Linked DNA regions of Sus scrofa: region 1 is linked to region 2. A link is a contact called in public promoter capture Hi-C data. All regions are on one chromosome and are shown on one strand. The core of a region is the stretch at or near the end of the contact, and the rest is flanking DNA. Distances in the headings are between cores, read along the strand shown.

The links. Promoter capture Hi-C pulls out the DNA fragments that hold promoters and counts their contacts.
Region 1: a promoter capture Hi-C map of liver shows a contact between it and region 2, with 2.7 times the contacts expected there. The contact joins the promoter of SIRT2 here to the promoter of SPRED3 in region 2. A contact is called at or near these places in 1 of 5 promoter capture datasets (liver) and 1 of 2 datasets of contacts at active chromatin or transcription factors (alveolar macrophages).

The regions. Positions count from the first base shown.
Region 1 is chr6:47,701,653-47,705,281 of Sscrofa11.1, reverse strand. It overlaps SIRT2 (sirtuin 2), which reads left to right and starts at 1,940. Exons shown (of 17, transcript NM_001114271.1): 1 at 1,940-1,997; 2 at 2,843-2,889. The coding sequence starts at 1,982. NFKBIB (NF-kappa-B inhibitor beta) reads right to left here and starts at 1,638. Exons shown (of 6, transcript XM_003355897.5): 1 at 1,363-1,638. The coding sequence starts at 1,541.
Region 2 is chr6:47,300,536-47,304,266 of Sscrofa11.1, reverse strand. It overlaps SPRED3 (sprouty-related, EVH1 domain-containing protein 3), which reads right to left and starts at 2,056. Exons shown (of 6, transcript XM_021094342.1): 1 at 1,904-2,056; 2 at 235-322. The coding sequence starts at 318. GGN (gametogenetin) reads left to right here and starts at 2,691. Exons shown (of 3, transcript XM_005664585.3): 1 at 2,691-2,944; 2 at 3,708-3,731. The coding sequence starts at 3,727.

The DNA.
Region 1 (3,629 bases), core at 691-3,190, 400 kb before region 2:
CATCTTCGATTTGACCCCAGCCTGGGAACTTCCGTATGTCGCAGGTAGGCCTTAAAAGCAAAACAAAACAAAATGACAAAAAACGACACAGCACATCAGAATTGGTGAGATACTGCTAAAGCACTACTCCGGGAAATTTACAGCATGAATCACTTATATGCGTAAAAAAAAAAAAAAAAAAGAGTCTCAAATCAATGACCTCAGCTTCCATCTTAAAAAACGAGAAAAAGAAGAAATTAAACCCCAAATAAGAGAAGAAAGTAAATAAGTCAGAACAGAGATCAACAAAATAGAAAGCAAAAAGAGAGAAAAAGAGAAAATAAATGAAACCACAGCTGGTTGTTTGAGAAGATCACTGTTTCCTGAGTGCCTCCTATGGGTCAGGGGCTGCTGGGTCACTGGGGATACAGCGGTAAACACGATACTCAAAAACCCCAGGTACATTCCCTCAATTGGGCCTTTACAACTGTTTTTCCCTCTATGTGCAATGTTCTCCCCAGATAATCTACTTGTCTCACTTCCCTGCTTTATTTTTCTCCAAAGAACTTCTTAACGTCTGACATGCTATTTTTCTTTTTTTTTTTAATTTTTGTCTTCGTTTCTTCCTGCCTTTCTTCTTTCTCTCCCTTTCTTACTTTAGGTCTGTGTATCTTTTTTTCTCTTTCCTTCTCTCTCCTTTTCTTTCCTTTTTCTTCCTCCTACCCTTCCTCCCTCCCTGTCAGTCTATCTGCCCTTCTGTCTATATACCCCCACTAGAATGTATGCTCCACAAGACAAATGTTTTTTGGGCTTTCCTCCCTGCCTTTAGGCCACACCTAAAACAGTTCCTGGAAAGTCGAAGGTGTTGGATTATTTGTTTAATAGATGAATTCCTGCTGTTATGTAGTTTCCATTTTCTCTTTGAATGTAAGCTTTGAAGATCAGAGTTCAGAAGGTGGGATCCTGGAGTCAAAAGCCAAGTATTAATTTCGAAATAAAATCTAAGGCTCATGTAAGTTAGGCGCTGAGGACCAAAGATCATATTTGGAGGATAAAGGTCAGGAGGAGCCTGTCTGAACTACAGTTCTAACAGAGGGCTAAGGACTGGGGTCAGGAAGGTCAAATCGAGTTTTGGATGTGGAATCGATCACTGAATGTGGGTCTGATCAATGAACGCATAACTCTGAGAATCAGTTCAAGAAAGGAAGGCCAGACATTATTGGGTTAGGATCAAAATTAGATAAGAAGTTGGTTTTATCAGAGGCCAGTCTTGGGGTCAGGAAGTCAAGCATCAAAAGACAGATTTAGGATTGAAAGGTTGGGAAGTCAGGATTGGAGATGTGGGACCCTGGGGCCCGATTTGTCAGTCTAAGGTTCACTCACGTGTCGCCATCCTCAGTGACGTAGCCGAAGACGAGGGGCGCCCACGATAGTCCCGGACCCAGCTCCGCGCCTAGGCCTGGTCCTCCGGGGGCCGCTGCGTCCGGACCCAGAGAGCCCAAGCCGCTGTCGCACCATTCATCGGTGTCCGCAGCTTTCCCCAAGCACGCAACCCCAGCCATGGCCCCCGAAGCCTCAGGGGCCCCCAGCGGCAGCCCGCCTGTCGCTGGGCTCTGCCTGGAATTCTCGAGCTTCCGCCCTGCGGGGAATTCCCCAACACGCCCCCCTGACTCATCCAATCAGGGTGGGCTAAGTAGTACACGCCCCGCCCCCATGCCACATGATGACCAATCAGAGCACTCAGGTGGACTACGGCGTTCTACCTTTTCCCACACTTTCCCGGAGTCCTTTACCAGCATGGCTGTGGACGTGGAGCCCTCTGGGACTCGTAGTCCGGCCTTTGCGTGGGGGCGCGCTCCGTACGCGGTGCAGAGCATTATATGCGATCGCGATGGCTGCTGGGAGTTGTAGTTCTCTGCCTTGTCTCGGCCCCCTCCTGTTTCCGGTGCCGTCACGGGACAGAGCAGTCGGTGACAGTCCCGAGGGCCCCCGCCCCGCGCCCATGGCCGAGCCGGATCGTGAGTCGGGGACCCCGGTGGGAGGGCAGGGCTGCACCGGGGCCTAGCTGAGGGTCGTAGGCCCCGGGGCCCGAGGGCAGGCTTGGTGGGGCAGGAGATGGGGGTTGCATGGGGGGGAAAATGGGATTCCGGGGGCAGTTGCCAAGTGATCCATATTGCTAGATTGGTGGCTTTCTGGGTCGCTAGGTTTTAAGGGTCCGTTTGCCACTTCCCCCAAGTTACTAATGATCACATGTTTCTCGCACCTTAGTTGCCAAGGACCCTCGTTGCTAGGGACTTAAGATGCCGCGGTCCTGGTTGCTAAGGGTACCTGGTTGTTAGTAGCAACTGTAGGATGCCAGGGTCCCCTCCTATTGCTTCCTTTTTCTCCGAAACCAACCCCACCCTGCCCGACACACACACACACACACACCACACACACACACACACTCTGCACCTCTTCTCCCAAACCTGCCAACAGGCAGAGTATGTCTTCTCTCCTTTCTATGGCTTCCCACTGCTTGTAAACCTAATGACACACACTCTCACACTACTACACCCTTCCTAACTCCTCCTAAGTCTTCCTCCATGCCGGGCGTGCTTTACTTTCTCTTCCCTCGCCTAAACCTTCCTGTCCCGGCCTCTTTGTCCCTCGCTAACCTCTCCTCCCAGCCGTCTGCACACTGATAAGGTCCGCTTTTCCCCATTGCCGCCCTCCTCCACTTCCATTTTACACCCCCACCCCACCCGGTATGACCAGGTTGGTGAGTTTTCTTGATCCCTCTGCCCCACTAATTTGAAGCCCTTCCTTCCCCCTTAACCACTCCCTTCACCTTAACCACGTCTGCTCCCCCTCCTCCCCCCAGCCTCAGACCCTGTGGAGACCCAGACAGGGAAGGTGCAAGAGGCTCAGGTGAGATGGGGCGGAAGGGTGGCGGGAAGGAGAGAGATGGACTTCCCACACCCCATCCTGGGAGGGAGGTGGCAGAGGGGAGATGGGAACCCCAGGGCCCTGAGCTCCCTGCCCCAGTCCCTCCCCCCACCTCCTGGTTCAGCCTCCCGGGGAATGGTGGATTCTGGGGACTGTCAGAGGAGGGCGTGCAGCCTCAGCCCCCGGCCTGCCCTTCCAAACCTTCCTCTCTCCTTGCCACCCCCCACCCCATCCCTTCTGAACCTCTTTTGCACTGCGCATGGAAGAGATCTCAGAGCCAAGTGTAGGGTGACAAGGAAAGCAGCTCAGGGCACCTTGGGAGCCCAGAGTAAACTTCGTGGAGTCCCACAGATTCCAGCCAGTCCTTTCCCTGGAGGAATCCCACAGGCTGATCTAGGAGTCAGGTTGAGGTACAGACTCGCAGTAGTGAGTGTAGAGTGACTTAGAATTTTCTTAGGTGAGGTGCGAATTGGGGTCCCACGCGGAGGGTACGGCTTGTGCAAACACGGGGAGGCGGGAGAGTGAGATGCGCTCAGAGGTCAGGTGGCTGGGGTGCTCCGCTAATTATTCCCATGGTTGGCATTTCCTGAGTACTTACTCCAGCAGGTACTCTGTCTCGTGCTCTATGTGCAGCGTCTCATCTTCCCAGCATCCCTGTGGGGGGCAAGGCCTACTGTGTCCATTTTACACATGAGGGATTTGAAACAGAGTTTTTCAATAGC
Region 2 (3,731 bases), core at 807-3,306:
GACAGACATTCACTTCCAACTCCATCCCACACCCCGGTTTGATCCGGGCTGGGAGATGACCGGACCACACCTCTGCATTCCCAGCCCCGTTCCCCTACTTCCCCACACCCCACACCACCCCCATGCCCCAGGGTGGCTCACTTTCTGGTCCCGGAGGCGCTCCCCGTGGATGACGTAGTGCCCCTGGCGGGCCCCCCCCTCGGGCCTGGCCCCTCGGACCCGACATACGCTCACCTGGCTGAGGCCCCCGCCCCCCACAGGCAGCCAGCCCCCACTGGAGTCATCTCGGGCCATCACCACGGCTCGGACCCGAACCATGTACCTGGAGGAGTTTGGGGGGGACAGAGACAACACCGTCAGTGAGCCCCAATCCTGTTCTCCTATTCAGTGTCCCCCCCATCCTTCACCTCCCCTCTTCAGCTCCCTCAGCTGGATCTACTGCACCCTCAGCCAGCCTGTACCTCACCTTCCATACCCACCTCCACCCCATGCCACCTTCTCCCCGTCCCCATCACGTCTCTTCTGCCCATCTTCTTCCCCATGCCCACCTTCCTCCAGCACTGCTTCTTTCTTCCTCTTGCCATCTCCTTCCTCCCATGCCTACCTTTTCCTCCATAGCTACCTTTTTTCTCCCTACCCACCTTTTCTCCCTCTCCCCATCTTGCCCGTCCTCACCCCCCATAGCTTTGCTCTTCCACTTCCCTTCCTCCTCCTGCTCATCCCCTATCAACCTCTCTCCTTCTCCTCCCTCTGCACGTACCCACAGCCCCACCCATCGTCCCCCTCACAGCTGGGTGCCTGCGCATATGTATTTTCTTAGAGCCCATCAACTCAGCCCCAGTCCCCCCTACACTGCCTCCGCACCCTGCCGCCCAGGCCACTGGCTGGGTGAGAAACCCAGGCTCTCTTCCCCCCACCCCTTCCCGGATTTATGAATGAGACCGGATGCAAAGCTCATTGAGTCACCCGGCAACGGGAGATGGGCAGAGAGCAGGGAGAGAACCAGAAATGGCCAGAGACAGGCCGAAAGGGAGATGGAGGCAGAAGAAGCCAGGAACGGGCGACCGAGACACATCCAGAGAGCATTTCATTCACAAAATCAAGGTTGCTCCCTCAGGCCCCTGCCGAGGAAAGGCAAGGGGGAGAGATTGCGGGCGGGCAGGCGGGCGGGGAGGGGGGAATTGATCCCTCCTCTTCCCTCTCCCGGCCCCAGCATCCTTCAGAACCATCTTACCCCGCCCCCCAGCCCCCCTCCCCCCTGTTCAGGGACCATAGCCCTCCGCCCAGCAATCAGGATCAGCCTCCAACCCCTCACTACCACCTAGCGCAGGGACCTTGGTGCCCCAGCCTCAAGCACCCAAGCCACGAGCTCTAGCCCCTTCCCCCACCAGCAGGCTGTCGGGTTTCCCCAGCCTTTCGGGAGGGGAAGGGGCCGCCGCAGCGCCCCCAGCCCCCTTTTCTCAATGGGATGGGATTTTGTGAATGAGCAGTCACGTGACGCTGCTTCCTTTGTCCGCCCGCCTCCCCCGACAACAGGTGAAGCAGAGAAAGAGGGCAGGGGTCCCCCCCCAGGGCCTACTGGGATGGGATGCCGGGATTTCTGGGTGCCCTACGCTCCCTATGATCTGTTTCCTGGGGGGAGTGGTCCCCAGATTTCCTCAATGGTGGGGGTCCAGTACGGAAATTATGAATGGGGTGTCCTCGTAGGAAGTCCAGGCCCCCCCAAATGGAGACTGGTACCCCAAATGGCTGCCGCGCAGTTTAGGAGCCCCCACCCCCTTGTCCTTCCAGCCAGGGTCTGGGGGCGTCCCGGTGGACAGGAGGCGCTGCGCGGTCCCGGCTGCCCCCTCACCGTGACAGGCCGTCTGTCAGCCCCCGCCCCCTCGCCCCCCTCGGCACCTGCCTGGAAGGCTCCGGCCGGGCTCCGAGCGGTGGCGACGTGGCCTCCTCCTCCTCCTCCTCTTCGCTCCAGCTCCCTCGCTGGCTCCGGCGGCGCTAGAGACGGGCACCGGGAGCCGGGGCGAGGGGGGAGGGAGGGGAAACCTGGTAGATGGGGGGGGAGGGGGCGGCTTGGGGGGAGGGGTAAGCGCGAGGCAGGCGCACTTGCCCGCTGGGTCCTAGAGCCCGGCCCTGGCTCCAGCGAACAGCCCCCCAGCCCCCATTTTCTTAGGATCCAGAAAGGATCCCCTCCTTTCCCACCCATCTGTGCCATTGGTCCCTGAGGATGTAGGGAGGGAGTCTAGGACAGAGCTTGCTCTGGATGTTCTAAAGAGGCAAGGTCTATGTTTTGGGTTCTAAATGGGAGTGGCGGGGTGCCTGGCGGGGTTCGAAAAGGGGTGGGGCGAGAAGGGAGCATCGCTAGGGGGCGGGGTCGGAGGGCCTGGAAAAGGAGAGTGAAGACGCGGGAGGCGCGGACGAGCGCGTGCGTCATAGAAGGGGCGGATCCACAGAGGAAGGGCCTTCTGGGCGAGCCAGAGGAAAGAGGGTCTTGGGAGGAGAGGTTGTCCTTGTAGGACGGAGCTTACAAGTAAACTGCCTTTAGGGGCCGGACGACGGAGAGTTCCAAAAGGGAGGAGCTACGCAGCTGTGTTCATAATGGGCGGAGCTTCAGGAGAGAAACTAACGGAGAGGGCGGGGCATTGTGAAGGGGCGGGGCTTAAAAGAACGTTCTACAGGGGTGGGGCCTAGGACTGCAAGGCCTGGGGGCGGGGAAGAAGACACTGGAGTATTTCAAAGGGAGATCCAGGTTCCTAAGGGGCAGTGCTCAAGCTGGCACACGGGGCGGGGGGCTCGAGCCTATGGGCGGGGCCTAGGTCTCGGGGTCCGCTCTTGCTGCCTCGCCCGCTTGCCCCGTTCTTTTCGGTTACTTTCTGCTGCGGCCGTTCCCCTCCCTCCCCTGGGCCCAGGGGGCCGCGGTCCGAACTTCGGTCGGCTGGTGGAGTCGGTGAGTGGGATCCTCTGAGAGGAGGAGCGAGGGCGGAGCTTGGGGGAAGGGGTGGAGCCTGAGTATGAGGTCTGCCGCTAGACCTGGAGCAGGAAAAGAAATTTAGCAGTGAAGCCTGGGAAGAGGGCGGGAACCAAATAATCAATTGAGAGGGAGTTGAGGGTTAGAGGTGAGGACTGAGGGGTTAGCACGACAAAAATATCTGGATTTGTTAAGCGGAGGCGGGGCCAGACCTGGGGAGGGTTGGGGGGTCTGGTTGAGAAGGCCCGATTCCCTGACAATCGGGGGCGGGACCAGAGGGAGGAGGCGGGGCCTGGGCCAAAGAAACCTTGTTGAGAGTTCAGGGAGAGAAGCTGGTACTCCTTGGTCTTACAAGCTACAGAGTACAATCACCACGCGTGTTGTGGCCTGAGTAACTGGCAAGGAAGGCGGGCAAGGCCTATGTCTTGGAGTCTAGAGACCTCGGATGTGGTCAAAGCGAAGGGATGTGATCTGAGGGTCCAGATAGGAAGACAGGTACTGAACCTTAGTACACTAAGAGAATGGGGACTCTGTACCTGAACAGCAGCTGTATGGGTCCACGGGGAAGAAGATGTGAACGTCAAGAGCAGAGAAATAGGAATGCGGCTAGAGACTAGTTCCCGAGTGGATATCGGAGGACAAGGGCAGGGCGGGTGAGGATAGATAGGACCAAGTACAACTCTGCCTCGTGGGTTTCCCCCAGCCCTGATAGATTGACTGGCTGACGTTTTTCTGACCACAGTCCCTGACCTCCGTCAGAAATGGG